Linked DNA regions of Mus musculus: region 2 is linked to region 1. A link is a contact called in public HiChIP or PLAC-seq data. All regions are on one chromosome and are shown on one strand. Each heading gives the region's core, a stretch centred on a gene start, on an enhancer-like site or on the middle of the called end of the contact. The rest is flanking DNA. Distances are from core to core; before and after follow the strand shown. Region 1 has its middle 47 kb from the start of Gm31333. Region 2 overlaps Myt1l (myelin transcription factor 1-like).

Region 1 (4,741 bases), core at 251-2,750:
ATTTGGCTGAGCATTTTGCGGTCTGATGATACCAAAGACCTGTCACCTGTCAGAGGGGGTAGCATGCACATTCCCATCAATCTATCACTATAGAGGCTGAGCAGGTGAGGGCTCAAGTGCAAAGAGTCCTGGGCTGCACCAGACCTAAACTCACCAAAGGCTGGTATGCTGGTTGTTTTTAATGTGTGTCAACTTGACACAGTTAGTGTCATCAGAGAAGAAGCCTCAGTTGAAGAAATGCTTCCATGAGGTCCAGATATAAGACACTTTCTCAATTAGTAACCAATGTGGAAGGGCCCAGCCCACGGTGGGTGGTACCATCCCTGGGCTAATAATGGTCCTGGGTTCTATAAGAAATCTTGGGGGGGGGAGGGGTGGGGGGAAGAGAGCCAATAAATAGCACCCCTCCATGGCCTCTGCATCAGCTCCTGCCTCCAGGATCCTGCCCTGTTTGAGTTCCTATCCTGACTTCCTTTGGTGATGAACCTATGAAAATGTAAGCCAAATAAACCCTTTCTTCCCCAGTTTGCTTTTTGGTCATGGTGTTTTGTTGTAGCAATGAAAACCCTAACAAGGGCAGCTGAGAATGCAGCTCAGTGACAATAGGCAGGAGAGTGGAGCCTGGAAGTCTTCGTACAAAGCCTACAAAATTATCATATCTCCCCCCCCCCAAAAAAAACCCAAACTCACTGGCAGATATAAAGACTGGAATGCCCCTCGACATACACCCTGGACTTGTAACATAGAGAACTCACAGATGAAAGAGCACATTCTACAAATGTCCCAATCTTTTCTGCATGGGCACCTTTCGAGCCTCGAAACTTTCACCCTTGCTCCCTCCCACCTCCTCCCTTGGAAGTGTATTCTTCTGCAATAAATCCTACTGTGGCTTTGCTTGCCACCATCCATATGACTCTGTCCAATTCCCTGTCGCAGAGCACAAATGCCTGCAGATCCTGGCAGGTACCCTTTAAACCCCAATATCTACCAATATTAGCACAGCGTCTGCTGAGCATATGAAAGGCTCTGGGTTCATCCCCCAACACTGCAAAATAAATACATCCTTATAGACATGTATGCTTGACCTCGGGGTTTTCCTCGGAAAGGTGACAGGCACGATGCCACCGTGCTGATTATCCAGCTCTCAATCTAAGACCAATTAGTCCAGGGCCGGGGGCAGCCCCCAAGAAGGTCCAAATAGAAGCTCTGGTGGCCCTGCCTGGCTCTTCTCCCCACCTCATTCCTTGAAAATAAATTTAACTCGTCCCGAGACTGGATCTGCATCTGGCTTCTCCTCATGAAGATTTTTTTTCCTCTTCCTACCAAAAGGGTTCAAAAGTTTAGAGCTGATTTGTATTCTGAGCACCAGGCAGACTGCTGCAAATCCAGCTCTGTGGGGGAGGTTGATTGAACAGCCAGCCCGGGGCAGGCACCGCTCTCCAGAACTGGAAGGGCTTCCTGGGTGTCGCTGTTGCTCTCCCCTCCCCACATCTTAGCCTCTCTAACCCTCCTGTCCCTGCTGGGAGCTGCTGCTCTTTGTGATGATAACAGCTGATCCGCGGGCAGCAGTGGAATGCTGGGGAATCTCCAAGGAATTCCACCAGGGCTCTTTCAAGCACTTCATTTGCATACATTTGTATAAGTTATGCAGCGGTATACACTTCTCTTTAACATTGCACCCTAATGAAATCACTCAGATGGGCACATTAGAAATGGGATTTACTCTGGGAAGGCTGACCCTTTGCCTGTTAAATCATTTGAATGATCATTTGAATATATTTGCACCAGTGGCACAAGGAAAGCGCTCTGACTGGTGTTTTCAGAATTAATGAACCAACTTGGCTACCTTTGTGGGGAGGGCCTGGAGGCTTCTGTAAACAGTCTTAGGCACTTGGAATCTGAGACTAGGGTATCAGCCTCAGACCTAAAACATCCCCAGGAGTCAGAAGCCATCCTAGAAGTCTTCACACACAAACACCTTTCAGGGTCCCTCAGAGAACCTCTGCAGGGAGAGGAGGGCATGGGGAGAGTTGAAACAAATCAAACAAGAGGGCACAGTCCCCAGAGCTGTTGGTGCCCCACTATGGAAGGAGGATGCCTCAAGAGGAGGCTCTGCTGTATGGAGTGGCTGCCTCTTGCTGAATGGTAAGATCACAGCCTCAGCTCACTCAAGGGGTAATAGCAGGCCCAGCAGGGAGGTGACCAGAGGCTGATTATGCCCCAAGAAGCCAGCACAGCCAGCAGCTATCTATCCTGGAGGATTTAGGGAAAAAGAAAATGGGATTCAAAACTGTGCTGGAGGGGTAGCCTGGCAGAGAAGAATCTGTGCAGGAGCCCCCGTAGCAGAGAGTGATGGCAGCCACCTTACTGCTTTGTCTTTCACAATGCTTGTAATTTATTCTTCATGAAGCCTGAAGTGTGTGACCTGTTTCAGGTCATTCTGCTTATAGAGGACAGTTCAAGTCCCAAAGCCCCTCCTTGCATGCCTGCAGTGCATCCATTAGTCACGTAGGGGAGATCTTCTTCTACAGACCTTGCCCAGGTATGCCATGTTTTCCAGGGAAACATTACCTAGTGGGTAGCAATGGAATGTCCCCCGCACCCCCAGGCTTCTAGGAAGGCCCATTCCTGAGCCTTTTAGGAGGAATCAGCTTTAATCCCAAGGTCCTGTAGTTGCCTCTCAGACTAGCAGAAGGTCCATATTATCCCTCTCCAAGACAAAGACCAGAGAGCCTGTCTGCCAGGAGTCAGAACATACCCATGAGCTTCTGGCTAGGATACTATACCCGGAAGACTTCAAAACCACCAGTTGGCCTTTGTAGAGCAGCTGCAACCAGCACAGCTACAGGGCTCCCCTTCTAGAACAGAATGTAAGAATGTATCCTTTGACCAATTAACTTCACGGCTACTTTCTCCCCTGCAAAGCTGCCTTCTGGGATGCACCGGGAAGTTGTTTTATTTGTTGTTATGAGAAGACCACCAGAAATGACACAGCTTATAGTCAACTAAAGGTCTTTATTCCAGCTGGCTGGAACTATATTCAGGTATTGGGGGGTCCACAGGGGACCCCCAGCATTTAGAACAAGGGGCTAAACACCACTTCTGGTTATCTCACTCAGCAGCCGCACTGGGGAGGTTTACACAATCAGGCAGCGTAAACAAAGCTAAGATGTGTAGCTATCAACTCAGATTCCTAGAATAGAGTTGGATACTTTTCCAAGGGATTCTCCATCAAGGAGATCTAATTCTAGTTAACCCTGAAATGGCCTCAGCAAGAACACAAGATGGAGGTTAGCTGAGATGTGACAGAGGAAGATTGTGCAGAGGTTCCTCTATTTTATATTCTTGTTAAAGCCCCTTGCTCTAAATGGCACATACCGATGTCATGTTTGGGGTTGAAGTCACATGTTCTCTTTCATTTGGCGGGGATGAGGAGGATGGAGACAACGTCTCACTGTGTAGTCCTGACTGGTCTAGAACTTGCTTTGCAGATCAGTCTAGCCTTGGATTCCCAGAGATCTGCCTGCCTCTGCTCCCTGTGTGCTGGAATTAAAAGCATGAGTTCTACCTGTTCTCCTTCTAAAGCAAAGATCTGGTGAGGGGAGCAATAAGAGCTGGTTTCCAGGGTCAATTTGCCCCTCAGTGACCCAGAACTATGTTCCATGCTCTGTTAGTATCCTTGGTGGCACTGGAGCCCCCTGATCTGCCATCTACAGAAATGAGTTTTGACTGTCTAGAGGGGTCTTACTCTTTTCCCCAGGCAAAGACACTGGCCTGGGAAAAGGGCTTTGTGTATTATACGGGTGTGCAGCCACACACCATTGTACCTTCTGCCTAGTTGTGTGGGAATATAGACCTGACTGCTCTCTTTACAAGAGTGCCATGCACCAGGGCCTGTCTTGCCACAACAGCATTTTGGCTGTGAGTGAAATGGCAACATCTACTGCTGGTGTGAAAGGCCATCTAAACTGAGTTCCGATTCTACTAGAGGAACTTCTAGTGAGGTCTTGACCGAGTTACTTTTTCATTGCTGTAATAAACACCATGACCAAAAGAAACCTAGAGGAGAAGTCAGTTTATCTTGGCTAACAGTTCCAGCTGAGATTCAGTCCATCATGCCAGAAATGGCATAAGGCAGGAATGGGGAGCTGGCTGGTCATACTGCACTCAGGTAGGAGAGAGAGAGAGAGAGAGAGAGAGAGAGGCAGACAGACAAAGACAGAGGCAGACAGACACACAAAGAGACAAAGACAGATAAACATATACATCCTCTAGCAAGACTCCAGCCCCTGAAAGTCCCATAATCCCCCTCCCCCAAACGGCACCACCAAATAGGGACGAAGAGTCTAAATACCTGAGCCTACGGAGACATTTCTCATTTAAACTACCACACATGGCTTCTCACTGTACCCACTGAGGCACATAGCCTGGCAGAGTCATTTAGAGACCAGGGTCTCTGAGGTGGATACAAAGGCTGGCTGAACTGTGTGACCATGTCCCTGTTTGTGACTGTCCCTGTTTGTTTGACTCCTCAGTGAGTAGGACCTGTGCTTTGAGATCTAGTCTCTCAGAAAGCTCCCTGGGGTCACTCCTAGAGCACCCCAGCCTTCAGCTAGTACCTGGGGCTCACAAGGAGGATTACACTGGAAATCATGGGTTTTAATTACTGTTTAAAAAAAAAAAGTCAAACACAGAAAGATTTCCAGGGCCCCTCTCAGCTTCCACAAGGTTGACACAGTCA
Region 2 (4,912 bases), core at 849-3,348, 530 kb before region 1:
TACCCCCACCTCCGTTCCGTGCAATGGGATTACAGGCATCCACTATAACAGATGGTTTAAACTTTCTTTTTATGGCAGAAATGTTAAGAATGAAAGAGAGTAAGGAACATGCCCAAGGCCTCAGGATGGGCTAACCCTCACTTCTGCACCATAGTCCTTCCCACTGAGTAGCCTGTCCAGCAGATGAGTGGAATGTCAGATAAACCCAGACTCATCCTCCAGGAAAGGATGCTTGGTTGTTGTTTTCCACTGTGAGTAATCACTGCAGTCGTGAAAGAGTGTGAATTGAGTTTCTCTGAGCAAATGTGATGTTTATGTGGGGAGAAGTCTACCCTGAGACAAATTGTGGCAGTGTGGGAGGGTTCATGTAGTGTCCTATGGAAGCTGATCGACTTTTGGTTATTCCTTTTGATATATGTTCTCGGACATATACTCCAGATTTGGGCATCTCCTGTCAAATCCAAATACCAAAGGCACATACACTAGCTGTGTTAGTCAGAGTTCTCTAGAGTAACAGAACTGACAGGGTGAATACATACATACATGTATACATACATATTAAATAAATATACACCGTATCTATATACATACACATATACATACACATACACACACATACACATACATATACATATATTAAAGGGGATTTATTAGATTGGTTTACAGGTGTTGTTGGACTAGTTAAGCAATGGCTGTCTCTCAACGGGAAGGTGAAGGAAGAGGTAGTTGGCTCCTCCATGAGTCTGAATGTCTTAGCTTGCCTTTGGTCTATTGTAGAGTTCTAAAGAAGTAGGCTCTAACAGCAGTGAAGGCATAATTCAGCAGGGAAATCGATGATCTTGCCAGTGAGAGTGAGGGCAAGGAGGCAAAGAGCAAAAGCTTTCTTCTTTTCCACCATTTGATGTGGATTTCGACCAGAAGGTGTGGCCCAGATTTTAGGGTGGGGCTTCTGAGCTCAAATGATCAGGATTTAGCATAGGTGTCCTTACCTCAGGTGATCCATATCAAGAAAATTTCCCCAGAGGTGTGCCCAGCCGCTCGGGTTTTACTAGATTCCAGATGTGGTCAGGATGACAACCAAGATTAGCCATCAGACCAGCTTCAAGATGCTGGCAGGTTATGGATATTTACAAACGTCTTCTCTGGCATTGAGTTTAGTCTTTATGAGTAAAGAGAACTGATGAACACAGCTGCAAGCTGCATATAAAGTCTAATGAGGCCCTTTCCAGAGGAAGCAAGGTGTACCAGAACTGCTCAAAGGAGTGTGTTTACCTAAGTGTTTTCTGCTTCTGATCCCCTTCTTGAGTCATTGCCAGAGGAATTTGTGTGTGTGTGTGTGTGTGTGTGTGTGTGTGTGTGTGTGTGTGTGTGTGTGTGTGTGTACTCATAGGCCAGAGATCCTTATCTGGAGTCTGTCTTACTGATGCCTCACCATCTTTTTTGAGGCAAGGTCTCCCATTGAGCCTGATTCCTCTAGGCTAAGTGGCCAAAGAGCCCATGGATTCTCTTGTACCTGTTTCCTAAGCACTGGGGTTACAGGTGTGAGCTGCCACACTGACATTTTATATGAGAACTGGAGATCTGAGCTGGGGTCCTTGTGGTTCCACGGCAAACACTGTAAAATGGAGGCACTGCCCCAGCCTCAGTTTCTTTGTTTGTGTGCAGGAGTAGTAAGCTTTTACTTGTGTATGCTCATGTCTGGTACCTGTGGAGGTCAGAAAAGGGTATCAGGTCCCCAGGAACTAGAGTAATTCTGAGCTGCCACGTGGGTGCTGGGAATAGAATTCAGGATCTCGTCAAGAATAGCAAATACTCTTAACTGTTGAGCCACCTCTTCAGCCCCAAAGGTCTTTCAAAGGTGTGGCTCACCTGCACTTACTGAACTTTTGTGCCTGTGCTCAGTCTGTCCTTTTGGACTGTAGGCAGAGGGTGAGGCGGGCTGCAGCCATGCACCACTGGGTACAGCTAATGTCAGAGGAGGATCCCGGTGTTTGGTCCCAGCTTAACTTCCACATAGGCGTTCCCTAGATCTACCCTTGACGAGTTTCACCAGGCACGGCTCCATCAGTTCCCCCTGGAGCTGCACAGACTGTACCTCCTGGAAATGTCATCTGCTGGGACTGCAATTATGGTCCTCCAGCAATCACAGGCACAATGCAGGATGGGTGGAATTCAGGTGAGCGAGAGAACCCGCAATCAAGCCAGGGAAGAGAGAACAAAGCCATTTTCTTTCATTTGCCGTCAACACAACCATCAGGCCTTAATTACAAGGCAAGTGTGGGGCTGGCGCTGAAAGGCTTATTATTATACAGTTCAGCTCCAAATCAGTTCTGCATTGATGAGCGGCACCCAGAGGAAGGCACTGCAGCCTCAGTGAAAAAGAGCAGGCCCCAAACATGGTGATGAGTGGCAGGGAGCATGCTCTGGGGAATTAAAAATAATTCTGCAAGGAGGGGAGGGTGGTATACCTTAGAGCTAGCTAAAAATACACTGTGAAAGTCCCACATCCTTGTTTGCTGCATTCATCATCAAACTCAATACAGACAGACTCACTGTGGCCAGAGCTGCTTCACCCAGCCTTTTTTCTAGCATTCCCAAAGATACTCCGAATTGGTACACGCAGACTATGTGCTTGCTTGCTATGTGTGCATGCCTGTGTCTGTTCCTGTTGTGTCTCAGTGTACATACAGATGCCCACGGCATGTGCACATACATCTGTCAGGATTGGAGGCCACCATCCTTATTGTTTCAAGGCAAAGTTTCGCATTGGCCTGGGACTCATGAAACAGGTTAGGCAGGGTAGAATCCATCTGTCTCTGCCTCTCCAGAGCTGGCATTACAAATATGTCCCTCCACACCTGGCCTATGTATGTTTGTATGCATGCATGCATATAGGTACATATGCATTTTTGTGGATACTGAGGGATTGAACTCAAGTCCTCACTCTTGCAAGACAAGTACTTTACTTGCAAGATACTCACTGAGCTATCATCCCAATCCTATTTCTAATTCTTTATAAGAAACACGAGAGTATACTTAAAAACAAAAAAAAAAACCCAAAGATTGTTTCTCGTGTTTATAGAAATACATATGAATTAATTATTTATAATTTGTTTATACTAATAAATAGGGTACATAGTACATTTGCTTATTTCCACATTGAAATATTAAAATTGAGTTTAAAATATTCTTTAGAGAACTAATCCAATAATGTTTACATGTGACCCTAACCATCTTTGAATATAGCCTGTGTTTTAAAGACACGGCTTGGGATTAGCTCAGAGAGCTTAACTAGCATGCTCAAGACTGAGTCCTGCCTCAGCACTACAAACGAACAAACAAACACAATGTTTCCTGAAAGGAATTATACATATAGATGCTTCCTTCATAGATCAAAACACCTGCATTCATGCTTGAACTAAGCCCACAAATATCAGTCTTCATGTTCTAATGGGCTCGTGATGGACGCCAAGTTCACAACTGCCTTGTTTACAGTTCTGGATATGAGCTCTGTTATGGCTCTGGAGGTAGAGTTTAAGGTACTGTCAGTGGAGTGGAGATTAACACTGGCCCCTCTGGAATTGTCTCTGAGTGGGCTTGGGTTTTTGGCACAGATTTGTCCTCAGGCAGATGGGTGCCACACAGTGTTTACTGTGTTGACACACCACTGGGACATTACCAGACATCACCAGGTCACATAATCACTTCACCTATTTAAATGGCCTAGAAAATCGTCCCTAGTCGACATGCTGGACCAGATCTACGGAGAGCCATACGCCATACTGACAGCCAGGGGGCAGTCCAGACCTCAGAAGAAGGCTGCATTCTTGGTGATCCCTCCCTGTTCCATGTTTTCCTGGTCTTTTGTGGTCCCGTAATGGGGCTCCGTCTCCCAGATGACAATGTTCTCTGAGCCTGGCACTTATTTATGGATGAAAGGATTCAGGGGCACAGAGAAGATGATGCCTTCTTTCCTACAGGCTGGCCAGTTGCAGGGGACAAGATGTATATGGTGTGAGTTTCCAATGGTCCTTCCACGTGTAAACATGGAAACCCTATGCCTGGAAGACCTTCACTCCTCTGTTGTAAATTTCTCCACCTCACCTCCTAAGTGCTAGGATTACAGACAGATTCTACCATGCCCTATCAGTTACACCTGACTGCAGGGTACTGTTCGCAAGCCAAGGCTCGGGCTTATTGTCCCCGCGCCTTCTGGAAAGCAGTTTGCAAGCCGATTTTCCTAGAGCATCCAGCTTTCTGTGTATGCTCCACTAGGCGAAACGATGACCTTGGCAAAGCCAGTTTGCACAGAGCTGCTACTAATCTTTTACGTAGAGCTTCAACAGTTTCCCCTGCCCCCTGGAGCTTCTGTGACCTTGCTCCTACCAAGACTGCAGATGGCTCTGGATCTTCCTCTCCCTCTCCTGATGCAAGAACAGAGTTTCCTAGAGAAGTTCTTGGAATGTGGCTCCAGGCCTTCAGACAGCCTTGCACCTTTGTGAGTGGCCAAGGTCTTCCCTTGCCCAGCAGTATGATCTTCAGACGTGTCAGGTAAAACCACTTTTGCAGTGTGGTGAGGCAGAATAAGAGAATGCAGTGGGGAACATGAAACACTGCCTTTCCCTGATAATTGTAGGAAACATGGCTATTTTTCATAAATATATATCGCTTCTATTAACATGTAATGGGTTTCTAATTATTTTAATGAATAAATAAACAAATAAATAATACTTAACAATATCTCTATTTAAATTTTCAAGTGGAGCTACACCTATCATAAAAGAAGTCACTGAAGACCATGAATAGACCTGGTATCTGAATCACTTCCTAGCATAACTCCAGGGCAGTGTGTAGCTCACACACACACACACACACACACACACACACACACACACACACACAAGCACATGAG

The links. HiChIP or PLAC-seq counts read pairs in DNA pulled down with a chosen protein or histone mark.
Region 2: a contact with region 1 is called in an H3K4me3 HiChIP or PLAC-seq map of embryonic basal ganglia, with 2.9 times the contacts expected there. The contact joins two enhancer-like sites. A contact is called at or near these places in 4 of 115 datasets of contacts at active chromatin or transcription factors (differentiating embryonic stem cells, embryonic basal ganglia, extraembryonic endoderm stem cells and 1 more).

What each region holds. Positions count from the first base shown.
Region 1 is chr12:29,092,985-29,097,725 of GRCm38.p6, reverse strand. No RefSeq gene overlaps it. Among named protein-coding and RNA genes, the nearest start is that of Gm31333, 47 kb to the left of the region's middle. Within about 2 kb of position 1,500, at least 110 of the 459 cell types and tissues checked have an H3K27ac peak or open chromatin away from gene starts, as enhancers often do. A contact at or near this core is called in embryonic basal ganglia, where this site is marked.
Region 2 is chr12:29,627,462-29,632,373 of GRCm38.p6, reverse strand. The region is part of intron 2 of Myt1l (myelin transcription factor 1-like); the gene reads right to left. Among named protein-coding and RNA genes, the nearest start is that of C630031E19Rik, 57 kb to the left of the region's middle. Within about 2 kb of position 2,098, at least 26 of the 459 cell types and tissues checked have an H3K27ac peak or open chromatin away from gene starts, as enhancers often do. A contact at or near this core is called in embryonic basal ganglia, where this site is marked.